2 separate regions of the Anser cygnoides genome follow, and region 1 is linked to region 2. The links are chromatin contacts, called in public Hi-C maps. All regions are on one chromosome and are shown on one strand. The core of a region is the stretch at or near the end of the contact, and the rest is flanking DNA. Distances in the headings are between cores, read along the strand shown.

Region 1 (6,431 bases), core at 2,131-4,630, 230 kb after region 2:
AAGACTGAAAGGAAAGCCTAGAATTACAGCAGCAGGGTGTAGTTCCGCAACAGCTCAGGCTGAGCTGGCTCTGGGAGGCTTTTCCCTCTTCCCTCTCCTCTCCCCAGGTAACGTGTTAGCCGCTTCCTTCTGCCTGCGCTGGGGCACGCAGCTGTGCAGGGAGCTGATCCTGCTGCAAACAGCATGCGAGAGTAATGAAGATCAGTTAAAGCTGCTGTGGAGTGGAAGCTAAAGGAAGGTTCATGGGAAGACGCTTTTTCTGGAAATATAATTGTCACATTAAAGTCATTCAGCTGAAGAACAAAGTTCTTAAGACGTTAAAGAACTACTCTCAAAGATTCAATTACACCAAAACCATGTAATTTCAGCTTCGCGTCATAGATTGTTGATGCTTAAATAAAATCCTAAACAAGCTGATAAATGGCTGGTGAGAAGTAGCATAGATGCATCATTTTCTTAGTTAGTGGTCATAATTTTGTAAAAAAAATAAAAATGTAAAAAAAAATGACAGCAACTTTTTGTTTGGAAGCAAGCAAGGATGACCTACTAAAGATTAACTTGTATAGATTCTGTTAAGCACATCACTATTTTGGTTGTCTTGACCGTGTAATGTAATACTGTTTTGCTTTATTTTTTTGATACTTGCAAAAATGTCATTGTACTGATAGGCTGAATCTTGTAAAATACAATTGGAAGAGAACCAATGTTCTACAAATTTGTGTTTCTTTTGCCATCATTTCTAGTATATACAACCATAAAGATTTATATTAAATATTTATGTTCTAGTTACTGTTTTTATGATTTTTAGCTGATATCAGACTTCATTGAAGACTCAGTTTTCTGTAAAGCAAGACATTTCTCATGTCAGTTTTCAGCCTTTAAAACCAAAGGGAAACAAGTGGTGTTTATGCTTTTTTAAAAGCTAAGGGTACTGGAGACCAAGAAAAGAATAGAAGTGGGTTATGGACTGAAATTGTTACAGCTGATTAAGACGGTCTTGCTTTGAACCCGATTTTCAATATGTAATGCAGTGAATATCTTGTAAAATTACCACAAGGCCTGATCCGTCTCCTTTGCATTTGTTTCTCCTCCTAAGCAGAAACCTTTAGACTTTTTCAAAATGAGAACTGCCTGGTTTCCTAGGAGGTAGTACTTCCTTTGACTCAGAGAGCTGTGCCTTAATTTCCTTGTCTATACAATGGGAGTAATACTTATTTGTTTTAATCCAAACGCTTAAATTTAAACGTGCTGGGTAAATATATATTTTTACAATTAATATGTTCCCAGTCATCTCACGGTTCCTAGTAGTTTCATAATTATCCTCACAGCACACTTGAGCTTATGAAACTGTTTAGATTCGGTGAGGATATAACTTACTACACTACTTGATCTATAATTACGTCTCTAATGTTATTTCTAGTGCCTGGTAAATGGGTAACAACAAAAAACGGATGATAAATTTGGAAGTCATATTTTTTTCTAGCAAACACAAGAGGATCTTCTTCTTGCTAGAGGAACATTCATCTGTGTTCCAGATGAATCCAGATGAATCTGGAACACACCTCATTAGTAAGACCTATTTCTTTCAGAATTAGGCTGCCCATTCAGGCTGTGACTTAAGCTAAGCTGTCCTTGTCCTGACAGTTGGGTCTCTGTTGTCTCCATGAGGTGGAGTGGCAGGAGCAGAAAGTCAGTCAATTCCTGTGAATACTTTCTCTCTGCTCTTTTGAGGGTAGGAAGCAGTTATTAGCCATAGCAATTTGTTCACATCCAGTGAGCTTTCAATTATAATCGTTGCATTCAATTATAATCGTTGAGAGGCCTGCGAAGGCCCCTCCTCGTTCCTGGGGTCACAGCATCGTGTGCATTTATTCCCAGCTGGGGAGCATAATGTTTGAAGCACAGAAATTTTAGTACTGAGAAAGCCTATTAGAAAACAAAGTGGTCCCATTGCTGAAGAAAATGTTATGAAAACTCTGTGAATAATTCATTAATTACCTGCAGCTATTTAAAATTATCAAACTGTTGTTTGCAAGCCTACGATAAACCAAATTGTGTAATCCCCTGGCACGAGTTGACTGAACTGAAACTGAATTTGGTTTACCATAGCATCCTAATTCTGGCACTGATGAGTCTTTAACCAATTGTATTGATAACCGTAAAAAGATTGGGTTTTATTACTTTTTTGGGGGTAGGGGTGGTGGAATTCTGGCCTCTCTAAAGAAGAAAAGTGGAAAACCTGTTGTGTGTCACCACATTAAACCAAGGGCTCATCGCTAGGTTTGAACTTCTAGTTTTTGTGGCTCTTGATCCTCTTCTAATCTCCAATCTACCTGTAAATTAAACATTATTTCTATGTTGCACCAGAAGCCGGGTTCTTGTAGGAAGACCGCATCAAAGCTAGCACAGCGGTGCTCCCCGGCTGGTGCTGGGCTCTCTCAGCAGGGTAGGAGGGATGCTGCCGAGGTACCTCCGTGCGGCACCAGTCGTCGTGTCCTTACTGCTAAACGCGATCAGAGGGCACAGATCCTGCTCAGGCAGGACCGAGGCGGGGCTGCAGGAGGCAGGGCCGCAGGCGGCGCCACCCCGGCGGCCCCCACGCCGCTGAAGGGGACGAGGAGCGGCTTTCACCCCAGCAGGAACCAGTTCAGCCACGCTTAGGGCTTAGGCATCCTGACAGCCTGCAGAGCTGTGAAGAACCTTAGCAGTCGTCGGTCTAGTGTTTTCTCATTCTTTGCCTCTTGCTCTGACTGAGTTGTGCCATTAATATTTTTAACACGTGAAGTATCTTCAAAAGGCGTGGGCTTTTCCACTGCAGCAGGGCCAAGGGAATAAATTCAGCCCAGATGTGAGGGCTACTCCTAGATTAATTCCTTGCTACATACAACAGCTTTCTCTCCTTTGTAAAAATCTTGGTTTTTGCCTTTTTTGTAACCCCTTACAGAAGGGTTGTGAGGGGACTGCGAGAGCCGGGGGCGCCTCACGCGGTGCGCGCCGGGCGCGGGACGTCGCGGCCGGAGCCCGCCCGCGCACAGCGAGGCCGGGCCGCGGTGGAAGCCCCCGGAGCGGGGCTCGGAGCTCGCTCGGGGCCCCGGGGGCTGCTCGGCGGCCGGGCCCCGACCGTGAGGAAGACACGGGCCGCGCCCTCCCCTCCCCTCATCATGGCGGCCGGGTCCCTCCTCACAGCCCCTTACCCTCCCATCATGGCGGCCGGAGGGCTCCGCCCCCTCTCCCTTACCCTCCCATCATGGCGGCCGGAGGGCTCCGCCCCCTCTCCCTTACCCTCCCATCATGGCGGCCGGAGGGCTCCGCCCCCCTCTCCCTTACCCTCCCATCATGGCGTCCCTCCGCCGCGCCGGGCGGGGCCCGGCGGGTCGCGCTCCCCGGCGGCGGGCGGGGCGCAGGGCGGGCATCCCGCCGCCGTCCCGGCGTGCCCCGCGCGGCGCTGGCTGGGGCCGCTCTGGTGCGGCTGACTCACGGCGCCTGCGGAGCGGCCGCGGCCCGCGGCAGGAAGATGGCGGCGGAGGCGGACTCGTGGGGTAGGTGGCGGCCCCGCGCCCCGCCGGGCCTCGCCGCGCTCCCCCCCGCCGCCGCCGCCGCCGCTCACCCGCTCTCCTCTCCCCCACAGACGCCGACAGCTTCGAGGTGGTGGAGCCGGTGGCGAAGCGGCTGGTGCCGGGGGTGGCGGCCGGCGACCGCTGGGCCGGAGAGGATGAGGAGGACGACGTGAAGGTGCCGGGGCTGGGGCTGAGGGCTGGGGGCCGCGGGCCGGGGCCGTGCCGCTGCCATCCGGTGCCGCTCCTCAGGGGGCCGCGGGCCCAGGCGGCGCGGCCCGGCTCGGGGCAGGCGGCGGTGAGGGGCCCATGTTGGGGGGCCGGGGCCGGGATCGGGGGCTCCGGGGGGGATCCCCGCGGCCCCTCGGGCCGGGAGGCGGCGCTGGGCGGGCGGGGGCCGGGGGAAGCTGAGGCCGCGCTGCCCGCGGCCCTCCCGCGGGGCGGGTCGGGTCGGTCCCCGCGCCGCAGCAAGGCCGTGAGGGGGGGCCCGGCCGAGAGGGGGGGCCCGGGAACCCCCCCCCGCTGCTGCCGGGCTCTGGGCGCTGCTCCGCGGGCGGCTGGCTGCTGGTGGCTGCTCGCTTTCGGTCATCGTAGCCCTGAGCGTGGCGTCCCGGTGGGCTGGGTTCAGTGAGAGCAGCACCGTAACCCTGCTGCTTCTGCTGGCTGGAAGCTTGGGCTGTGGCAGCGTGTCTCTGCCACCCCTTTTCCCACTCCCAGGCCCCGGCCGCAGCTGGGAAGTGCGGCGGTGTTACTGCGCCGTGTCACGTTCAGTAGGTCGCTTAACATATGTTTGCTTAAGGCACTGTTTGGAAGTGAATTTTGGTGCATTTGAGGAGCAACGTCAGCGTGGAATTGGTGTCAAAGCGTGTGGGTGTTCATTTCTCATACCTACGAAAGCTGACTTTCCTTAAAAGTTTGTTTTCTTCCATGTAATTCCAGCTGTCCCCTAGCGAGCCAGGTTTCTGGGTGGTGGATGACACAGAAACCTCAGTGTGCCTAGCGTACGTGCAGACAGGGAGCGAAATAATGTCAGGAAATGTACGAGGAAGGTGCTTGAAGAGTGGGAGGAATGGAAATAGGTAAACTGCAAAACACCTTTTTGTTTCAAATCAAGCTTCTGAGATACTAGGCAATCTCCTGGTGGTTCACCAGGCGACCTGCTTGCTCCGTTACGGTCACAGGTATGAAGCTTTCTAACTAGAGAATTGCTGCTTACTAGGTGAGGACTTGCTCGTTTTGTTATTTAGCCTGCGCTTGCGTTAGCAGAATCTCTGAAAAACACTGACTCAGTTGTCCTTGGAGTTCAGGGTGGGTATTTGTTTTTATAGGTAGTGTGAAAAGAGTAGTTCATCTGTTAAAAAAAATATGTATTTTTTGTAAGTTACAGGCTGTCCATTTTACTTTGTGAATTTAGTGATGCCCACACCCTGTAGTTATCACAGATGTCACATTACAGCAGGCAAAGTAAGTGGAGGTATCTCTGTATGCAGTGGCTGCAGTCATTTGTAAAAAGTGTGGTTAGAGTGGGACTGTGTGTCTGTATAGAAATTTGTATTTAATCTTTATATGTTTGTGCACATGTACGAATATATCAGACCTACTGTGTTTGTGAAGTTTGCTTTTCCTCCTTTCTTTGAAAGTGGGAAACTTTCCTGCTGTGATGGAATGGGTCCAAGCGAACTGGACTGCGAGCTGTCATTCCCCTAGCGACACCTGTGCTTCCTATGGCCGTTCTAATAAAAGAACAAGGTTTTCCCCCATGTACCAAGAATGCAACTACTTCCCCCTTTCGGAAGGATTACAGTTTTAGTACTGGAGCTGCGTCTGGAGAGAAGGACCCATCCAGCAGATGAAGCTGTCCTGTTTGGTTTCAGTTGGCTCTTACTTACAAATGCTCAAGATCTCAGAGCTGAGCTAGGGAGGTAGCTCAGGTTTGTTTGGACACCTCGTTTGCCAGGGTCAGCCCTGGAGAAGTTCCTGCAGAAGAAAAATTACGTGGTCTAAAATATAAGCACAAGGTGTTTTCCGCGTAGTTTGTCTTAACACGGGCATGCTGTGTTTTGGAATGCTTTTTATATATTCAGATTCTGGAGTTTATTCTGAAGTTGTTTTGGTAATGAACCTAAAGTAACTTAAAGTTCAGGAAATCTTGACTTCCCCAGGTTTAAAATTAGCATCTTCATAAGTAATAAAACTACTCTCAAATGTTACCAGAACACAAGTTTCCCAGAAGATGGGCCTCCTGCCAGGGAGCGTTCATCTATTTACTCTTGGGCAATTCTTTGCTCAACAAAGCCAAAACTGGGAAATTTGCTTGTTACACAGGCAACAGCCTTGGTGAAGGAGGGTGCCCAGGTACAACTGGGAATCGCAATAGTGGAGTCCCTGTCATTCTCAAATCATGTCTTCTGGTTTTGGGGGGGGAGAATGTGCATTTTCATGTGTTCAAAGTGCATATGAAAGTGTGAGAGCTACTCTCATCGCAGGTTTATTTACCTGAAAAGGAAGATGATTTCAGTGCCCTTAGTTCAGTTACGTACGTGTAAATGAGCATTGTTGAAATACTTCAAAGTTTTATGCTACATTAGTGGATATATTGTGCAATAAGTGTCCTCTTTTGAATCACTTAGTATTCAGCGCAAAGATTCAGTACTAATTTTCTTTTCCTCCAAGTGTTCACAGAAATTTATAAAACGCAGGAATAGGTGTAACTGGGACTCCACCCCGCTGCCAGTTAAAAACAAAAACAGAAAAAGCAAAGAAAGCAAAATCACCTCCAATATATTAATCGTGTTCTGTTGCTTAAATAAAAACAGCTTGAAGAAGCGAGATGGCGTTAGCCTGGCTGGAAGGCTGCTGGTGTTGGCACACCGGGCT
Region 2 (6,692 bases), core at 4,139-6,638:
CTTTGAATCTGTGAAATGTTGTTTCCCCTTGGCTGAGACGTATCAGGGAAAATGGTTTGGGGTTTTTTGTTTCATTTTTTTTGTTTTAATTTCACCCTCTCTGAAGGTTAGAATGTTTCACAAAGTCTCCAACACTTCCTCACTTCTGTAGTTCCTCCTGTTTATTAGTTTTTGTTCTGATACTTGTTTTTTTAACAGATACCAGTCACGAGTGCTGTGTAGCTAGGCTCTAACATGCTTAGGGAAAGCAAGGGAAGTTTTATCTATTGCATTGCTCATGGGTCACACGTATCTCATGGTGCTCTAAGGAACCCACAGAAACCTCTGCTTCCCCTTTGGTAAATTCCTCTTGGCACTGCTAAAAGAAGCAGAAAATAGGGTTTTCTGAAATCTTTTTTCTGTAAGATAAGTGGTCCCTGAGGAATGCTCAGAGAGCTGAGCACTTTGGTGCATTTTCTCTTTTATGAGACTCGTCGTTAGCCCTCTCGTTGTGATCACGCCCTGGTCACGCTCCCCTTTCCTTCCCTCCCCACGTGCACCCCCGGGGGGTCAGGGGGCTCCCGTCCACCCCAGGCTGTGCTGTGGGGCCCTGGGTGCTGCGTCCCGGCCGCAGGCTGGGCACAGGGCACGGAAAACCTCCTCACGGGAGGGGAGGCCAAAGTCCCCCCGGCGGTGGAGCTCGGTTGGCGGGGTTAGCGGTGTGGCCTTGGCCCGGTGGCCTCATGCCTTCGGGCTCCTTTGTTGGCGTTGTCCCCAGGGAGCCCTGAGAAGGGGGTGTTGGGTGCCTGTGCAAGACCACGTGTAGGACCATGCCCAGCAGTGTGACGGGCTGGGCCGGGGCTCCCAGGCGAGGAGATGCTGCGGGAACAGGCCAGAATTTGTGCCTCAGAGGGTGCAGGATGCAGACTGCCCTCCCCCTCGCTCCCTCTCCGTGTCCATAGGGCGGTGGAGGAAGCTTTATGGTGTGCTCTGCAGAAGCTGCCGCGTTGCTGTCCTAATTAATCTGCATGCTGGCTGTGTTGTTTTGCAGGGGCCTGCCAAGCCAAGCTTTCGAATACATAATGTATAACAAAGGGCTGATGGGGGAGGACGCCTACCCGTACCGGGCTGAGGTACTGCCGGGCAGCTCGGGCGTGTTTCGGCGTCGGGGGGTGCAGAGCAGGCTCTGGCACTGACTCCTTTCTGTCTGCACAGAACGGCACGTGCAAGTTCCAGCCGGACAAGGCTATTGCGTTCGTCAAAGATGTTATCAACATCACGCAGGTAAGCCCCTGAGGGTGACATTTCCAAACTTCAGGGCATTCGTTCACGCTGTGCCAGGCCTGACCTGGAAAGCACTCGGCTGCGTGCTGCTCCCTGCGGCCTGCGCCTCCTCCCTGCTGTGCACCGCAGGCGTACGGGGCCTGGCTGATCTCGTACGGGCCCGGCTGACCTCGTCCCCAGCTCGCGGGGTGTCTGCGCCCCCCTTCCCGCAGCAGGGCGTGCACCCGCCAGGCTGCAGTGAGCTCTGGCACCCATAAAGCGTGCAACCAGCTCCAGCGCCTGCAGGGAGGCGTCCGAGCGGGGCTGGGCAGCGTGGCGGTGACGGCTGCCTCTGAAAGCTGCTCTCCACCGGCTTATGTTGCTCAGCAGGAACACTTTGCATCCTGAGTGCGCCTGTGGGGGCTACTAAAATTCCCCTAAAAGTCCTGCTGCTCCCTTTTCTGAAGGTGGCACCAGTGGAGTGCTGCAGTCATGTACAGGCAGTAGGGTGTCTGCCTCCTTTCCACAGTGGGTGCACCTCCAGAAAATAAGAAATTATTGGTTCTTGTATTTCAGTGCCCAGGAGAGGCACATTTCTGCCCGTGAGCAGAAAGCCAGGATTGGCCACTGTGCTCTGACTGCTGGTCCGGGGCATCGTGACTGGTCCCAGTGTAACCAGGAGATAAATGACCCTGGGATCCTCTTCTTGCAGTACGATGAGGCTGGCATGGTGGAGGCTGTGGGGAAGTACAACCCGGTGAGCTTTGCATTCGAGGTGACGAGTAACTTCATGCACTACAGAAAAGGAGTCTATTCAAAGTGAGTATTTCTGAGCCTGGAGGGTGAGAAGGAAGAGGGGCTTGAATCGCTCACATCTCCATTTCTCCTTCTTTGTGGCACTGGACACGGGGCTGGACTGTATTCTTGCATTTCCTTTTAAACAGAAAATTGAAAATATAAGCAAATTGAGCCTTGAAATGCTGATTTCCCAGGGGTAAGAGGGCAGCGTGAGGAAGAGGGAACAGTGTGCTTGCAGACAGTTTACTGCTGGGAGCCAGTCCGACCTCAAGGCCAGGCTGTGTTTGAAACACAGGTCTATAGCAAAGGCAAAAAGCTACTTAAAGGGCGGATCAGTATACCTTAGGAAGACTGTGGAAGCTAATGGTGACAGGGTAGATTTCTGTTAGGCAAGAAATGGGAAAAGTGCATGTTTGGAGAGAACTAGAAAAACGCTTTAGGGTAATGAATCCCCAGTCACGTAGAACTGCAGGGAAAATTAAACGAAGAGTCTAAGCATGAGTGATCTGCCCCAGGGAGCTGCAAGGGAAAGAGCAGGCAGTGTCGTGAATTCAAGTGGCTTTGCTGTTGCAATAAACACAGTAAGTGTTTACTTAAAAAAGTTGACTGCCAGCAACAGGCAGATGTAGGGTGTGAAAGCAGGGAGACAGGCAAGATACGTTGTAATAGGACTCCAGTTTAAGGAACACATCAAGTAAAGTTACCATGTCTAAGGTAGATTGAAAGTGCAAGTGTATAGAACAAGTGGTGTCCCAGGGGTTACAGCCTGTGCTCCACAGACCAACTGTTAATGGATTCAAAAAGAGTAAATCTTTAGTGGTGGTTATTGATCTTTTAGTGATCTGCAATTTGAAATTGTGTAAAGACAGTATTTGTGGAGATGGGAGCTTGTGCCTTGTGTTGTCTTGATAGCAAGGCAGCAACTTTCATTGAGTGCAATTTAAAAACAGGAAGTGCAAAGGAAATGCAAGAAAATGTGTAGTGAGATTGAGGGGCTCACTGTTGCTTGTGCAGCATGTGAAATGCACTAAGAACTTTGTTTTTCATTGGAAAAATTCCTTCGCTTTTTTTTGCGTGTGTGTGTGTGCGTTGTAGGTTGTTCTTGTGTGACAATGTTGTTGTTAATTCCGAACAAAAGGCCAGACCAGGTGCTAGGATCAAAGGTCCATATAGCCTAACACCCTGACCCCTCATACAGCCGGTAACAATTCCTGAGTGAGAAAACAGAGCTGTATCTCCTTTTCTTGTCATTCCTCCCTACTCGCCACAACTGGAAGTTCAGAGTATCCATTAGTTCTTTTTGCAGTTGAAGTGCAGTCAAAAATGCTGGCTAATCCATGATTAACTACAGGCTATTGTTTTATGTAAAAAATCTGCATTATTTTTCTTTTGCAGCCCACGATGTGAGCACACTCCCGACAAGGTGAACCATGCTGTCCTAGCTGTTGGGTATGGAGAAGAAAATGGGACTCCTTACTGGATCGTTAAGAACTCTTGGGGCCCTCTGTGGGGCATGGATGGGTAAGGAGGTCCCAGCTTTGCTAAACACATCACGGTCTCCCAGTATCTGGTAAAAGAATGTCACACGCATGGGATTCCACCTGCCCACGTGAGCTGCCAGGTCACCCCGATGCTCTCAGGCTGAAATTTCACCGCTGTTTCATAATCTGTGAAAAGGCAGGTAAATCATCTGAGCCTTGGGAGTGAAGAAGGAGAGCTGGTTCTGAAAACCGGTCTGGGGTGACTGGTTAGGCCAGGCCCTCAGATCAGCTTCTGGGAGGTCACCGGCGACCAGGCCAGCCGTGCAGTTGATGCACCTGGCTGCTGCGGGAGCTGTGCGGTGGTGCAGTGCCTCTTCTGTGCTCACACCGCCAGAGAAGAACAGGTGGTGCTGCAAGTTCACTCCAGCTCCACAATATCTTCTGTATTTCCAGATACAAGTGAAACTTTATAGTTGGGTGCTAGCTTGCAATGTGGGGGGACAGGGAATGGCATCTCCTGGTGACCTACTGAAGATAACAGCTCTGTGACACGTATCTGCTCTTTGCATTGGTGTGAGAAAGGAGCTCACGCATGACAGCAGTCACCGTATGTCTGTGTCAGGCATGCTGACTGCTGGAGGAGCAGGGAATACTCGCTCATACCTGTTTGTTTCTCTTTCCAGGTATTTCCTAATTGAACGCGGCAAGAATATGTGTGGTCTCGCTGCTTGTGCATCTTACCCTATTCCCCAGGTGTAAGAGGAGAGCGCAGGCTGGGGAAAGTGGATACAGAAAAAGGAATAATTGATCATGTGTGAATTTCTAAATGCTAAAATCAAGAAAGCACGAAGAAGAAAGAAGTCTGCTGATATTTGTTACGTGCAGGTGGATTCCTCTGCTTGCACAAAGCTTCTTGTGGTAGGCAGATCTGTGCCTGCTCTCCCTACCCAAAACCAAGCGTGCTCCTGCACCGACAGCCAGAACCCGTGGCTGCAGGCGGTGTGTGCCGGGCTCCCCTGCGCTGAGAGTGAGCACAAGGGGCGGGGGAGATCCAGGAGCACACAAGGTGAAAATGCCACGCCGTCACCCAACGTTAGGATGCCATACCACAACCTCACCCCTTCCTTGTGTCAGTTGTTTCTCAATCAGCAGACGCAACGTCTGGGGACTTTTCTTTTTTTCTCTGAAGGCAATTTTTCCTTTCTCTAGAGAAAGATGAGTGCTGTGATTTTTAAGTTTTATCTGTGCTCATTTAATGTTTTTAGTATTTTTGTAAAAGATGGAAAAAATGAGGCTATTTTAAGGAAAGCATTGAGGGAATGGATGATTTTATGAATCAATGAAGAAGCAAAAAGTTTATTGCCGTTTCAAAGCAGGACTGTGAGAAGCCCTTTTGCCAGTAGAGGGCACTTGTGTGTTATTTCGTGCTGGCCTGCCGCTGCCCCCGCTCCTGACTGTTGATTAAACGAATAAAAACGACCTCTACCTTTCCCCCTAGTTAACAGATGTGTTAATTAATTAGCTGCACGGTCACGTGTGGGAGATGCTGCGCTAACATTGGAAGCGCTGCTTTCTGATCATGAACATGGATTGAACGTGGTTGAAAAACAAACAAAAAATAAAGGGCCCCGTCACTCCGACGGGCTCCGCGCAGGGGTTACCAAAACCACGGGGGCCGCGGCCCCCTCGCCCGGCGCCGCCATTTTGTGGGGGAGGCGGGCGGGGGGCGGGGCGAGATCCCCTCGCCATGGAGACGGAACCGCCGTGTCGTCACTTCCGGCCCCCCGCTCCCGTCCAATGGGGAGGCGGGCGGCGGCTGCGCGCCCAATGCGAAGGGCGCGAGGGACGGGGCGCGCGCGGCGCGGCGGGAGCGGGCGGTGAGGGGCGGCGGGGGGCGGCGCGGTGAGGCGAGGGGCGGTGAGGCGAGGCGAGGCGAGGGGCGGTGAGGCGAGGCGAGGCACCGCCCGGTGCCGCCCGGTCCTGTCATGGCGGCCATGCCGCACAACAACCTCTGGGAGCAGCTGCAGCTGCACTCGGCCCGCGGCGCCCTCAGCAAGCCGCCGCCCGCGCGGAGCCGGCCCGGGTGAGTACCGGGGGGCGGCGGGGGGCCGCCGGGCTGGGTGACCGACCGGGCTGGGTGACCGGCTGGCTGACCGCCCGCCCTTCGCCTCTCTTCCAGGGGCTTCACGTTCAAGAAGCCCGCCCCGTGCGGCAGGGAGCGCAGCGGGAGCTCGGCGCTGCGGGACAAGGACGTGAACGCGGCGCCGGCCGGCGGGCAGCGCAGGAGGCCCGCGGAGCCCTTCCCGGCGGGGGGCTGCGGCCCGAGCACGGCCCCCGCCGCGCTCTGCCCCGGTCCCTGCCCGGCGTCCCGGCGCCCTGCTCAGGAGCCGGTCGGGGCCGGCAGGAGGCCGCTGGCCGCTCCCGGCCGGGCTGGGGGTCCCGCTCCGCTCGGGGGCCCCCCCGTCGCCGCGGACGATGAGTGGGACGATATGGACGACTTCGACCTGTCGGGCATCGAGAAGAGATTCACCAAACCAGCCGTTTTGTCCCCCAAAGGCCAGAGGGCCGCCTGCAAGGCTCCCCAGAGACCGAGCTCCCGTGTCGATAAGCTGCCCGAGACCGTGAATGGCGACGCAGCGTCCCCAGAACCTGGCGCTGGGGAGCCTAAAGGAACGCCTCCCGCTGAGGAAGAGCAGCCCTCATCCCAAGGGTCTGTCATCTGTCTCGGGGACTCGGTCCACTGTGGCAGCGACAAGGTTGTGGGCGAGGATCTTCGGGAGAATTTAACTACTGACGTGACTTTGGATGATGAGAGGGAAGAGGCTCGCACAGGTAAGGGGTCAGTTTAAAGCATCGATGAACTAGAATAAAACGTGTTTGCGTTTGCACACCTGAACACTTCGCTTTTCAGAAATATAGATCTTGCGAGCTCTCAATGAAATCAGAGGGAGCTGCACACACCTATCTGACAGCAGTCTTAGGTACGTGGATTTCATGTTGGTAACTGTGCTTTGCAAATGTGCGGTGTTGCAGATAGTGGAGAACTGTCTCTGCAGCAGCAGGTAGCATGGTACCGTTGGAGGTGCAAGTCTTTCCAGATGGCATTCCAGAAATATGTACCAATAATCTGCAGAGATGTTACAGGGGGAAAAAAAAAATAAGACAGTTTTA

Evidence for each region. A called contact is a pair of places that touch in the nucleus more often than the background predicts.
Region 1: a contact with region 2 is called in a Hi-C map of liver, with 2.2 times the contacts expected there. The contact joins the promoter of EIF3J here to the promoter of BLM in region 2. A contact is called at or near these places in 3 of 7 Hi-C or Micro-C datasets (granulosa cells and liver).

Annotation. Positions count from the first base shown.
Region 1 is chr11:834,306-840,736 of Taihu_goose_T2T_genome, forward strand. It overlaps EIF3J (eukaryotic translation initiation factor 3 subunit J), which reads left to right and starts at 3,381. Exons shown (of 8, transcript XM_067003848.1): 1 at 3,381-3,539; 2 at 3,629-3,732. The coding sequence starts at 3,515. CTDSPL2 (CTD small phosphatase like 2) reads left to right here. Exons shown (of 13, transcript XM_067003847.1): 13 at 1-776.
Region 2 is chr11:602,324-609,015 of Taihu_goose_T2T_genome, forward strand. BLM (BLM RecQ like helicase) reads left to right here and starts at 5,389. Exons shown (of 21, transcript XM_048046330.2): 1 at 5,389-5,604; 2 at 5,701-6,353. The coding sequence starts at 5,507. It overlaps CTSH (cathepsin H), which reads left to right. Exons shown (of 12, transcript XM_067003748.1): 8 at 1,031-1,112; 9 at 1,195-1,263; 10 at 1,955-2,061; 11 at 3,436-3,561; 12 at 4,205-5,011. The coding sequence ends at 4,280.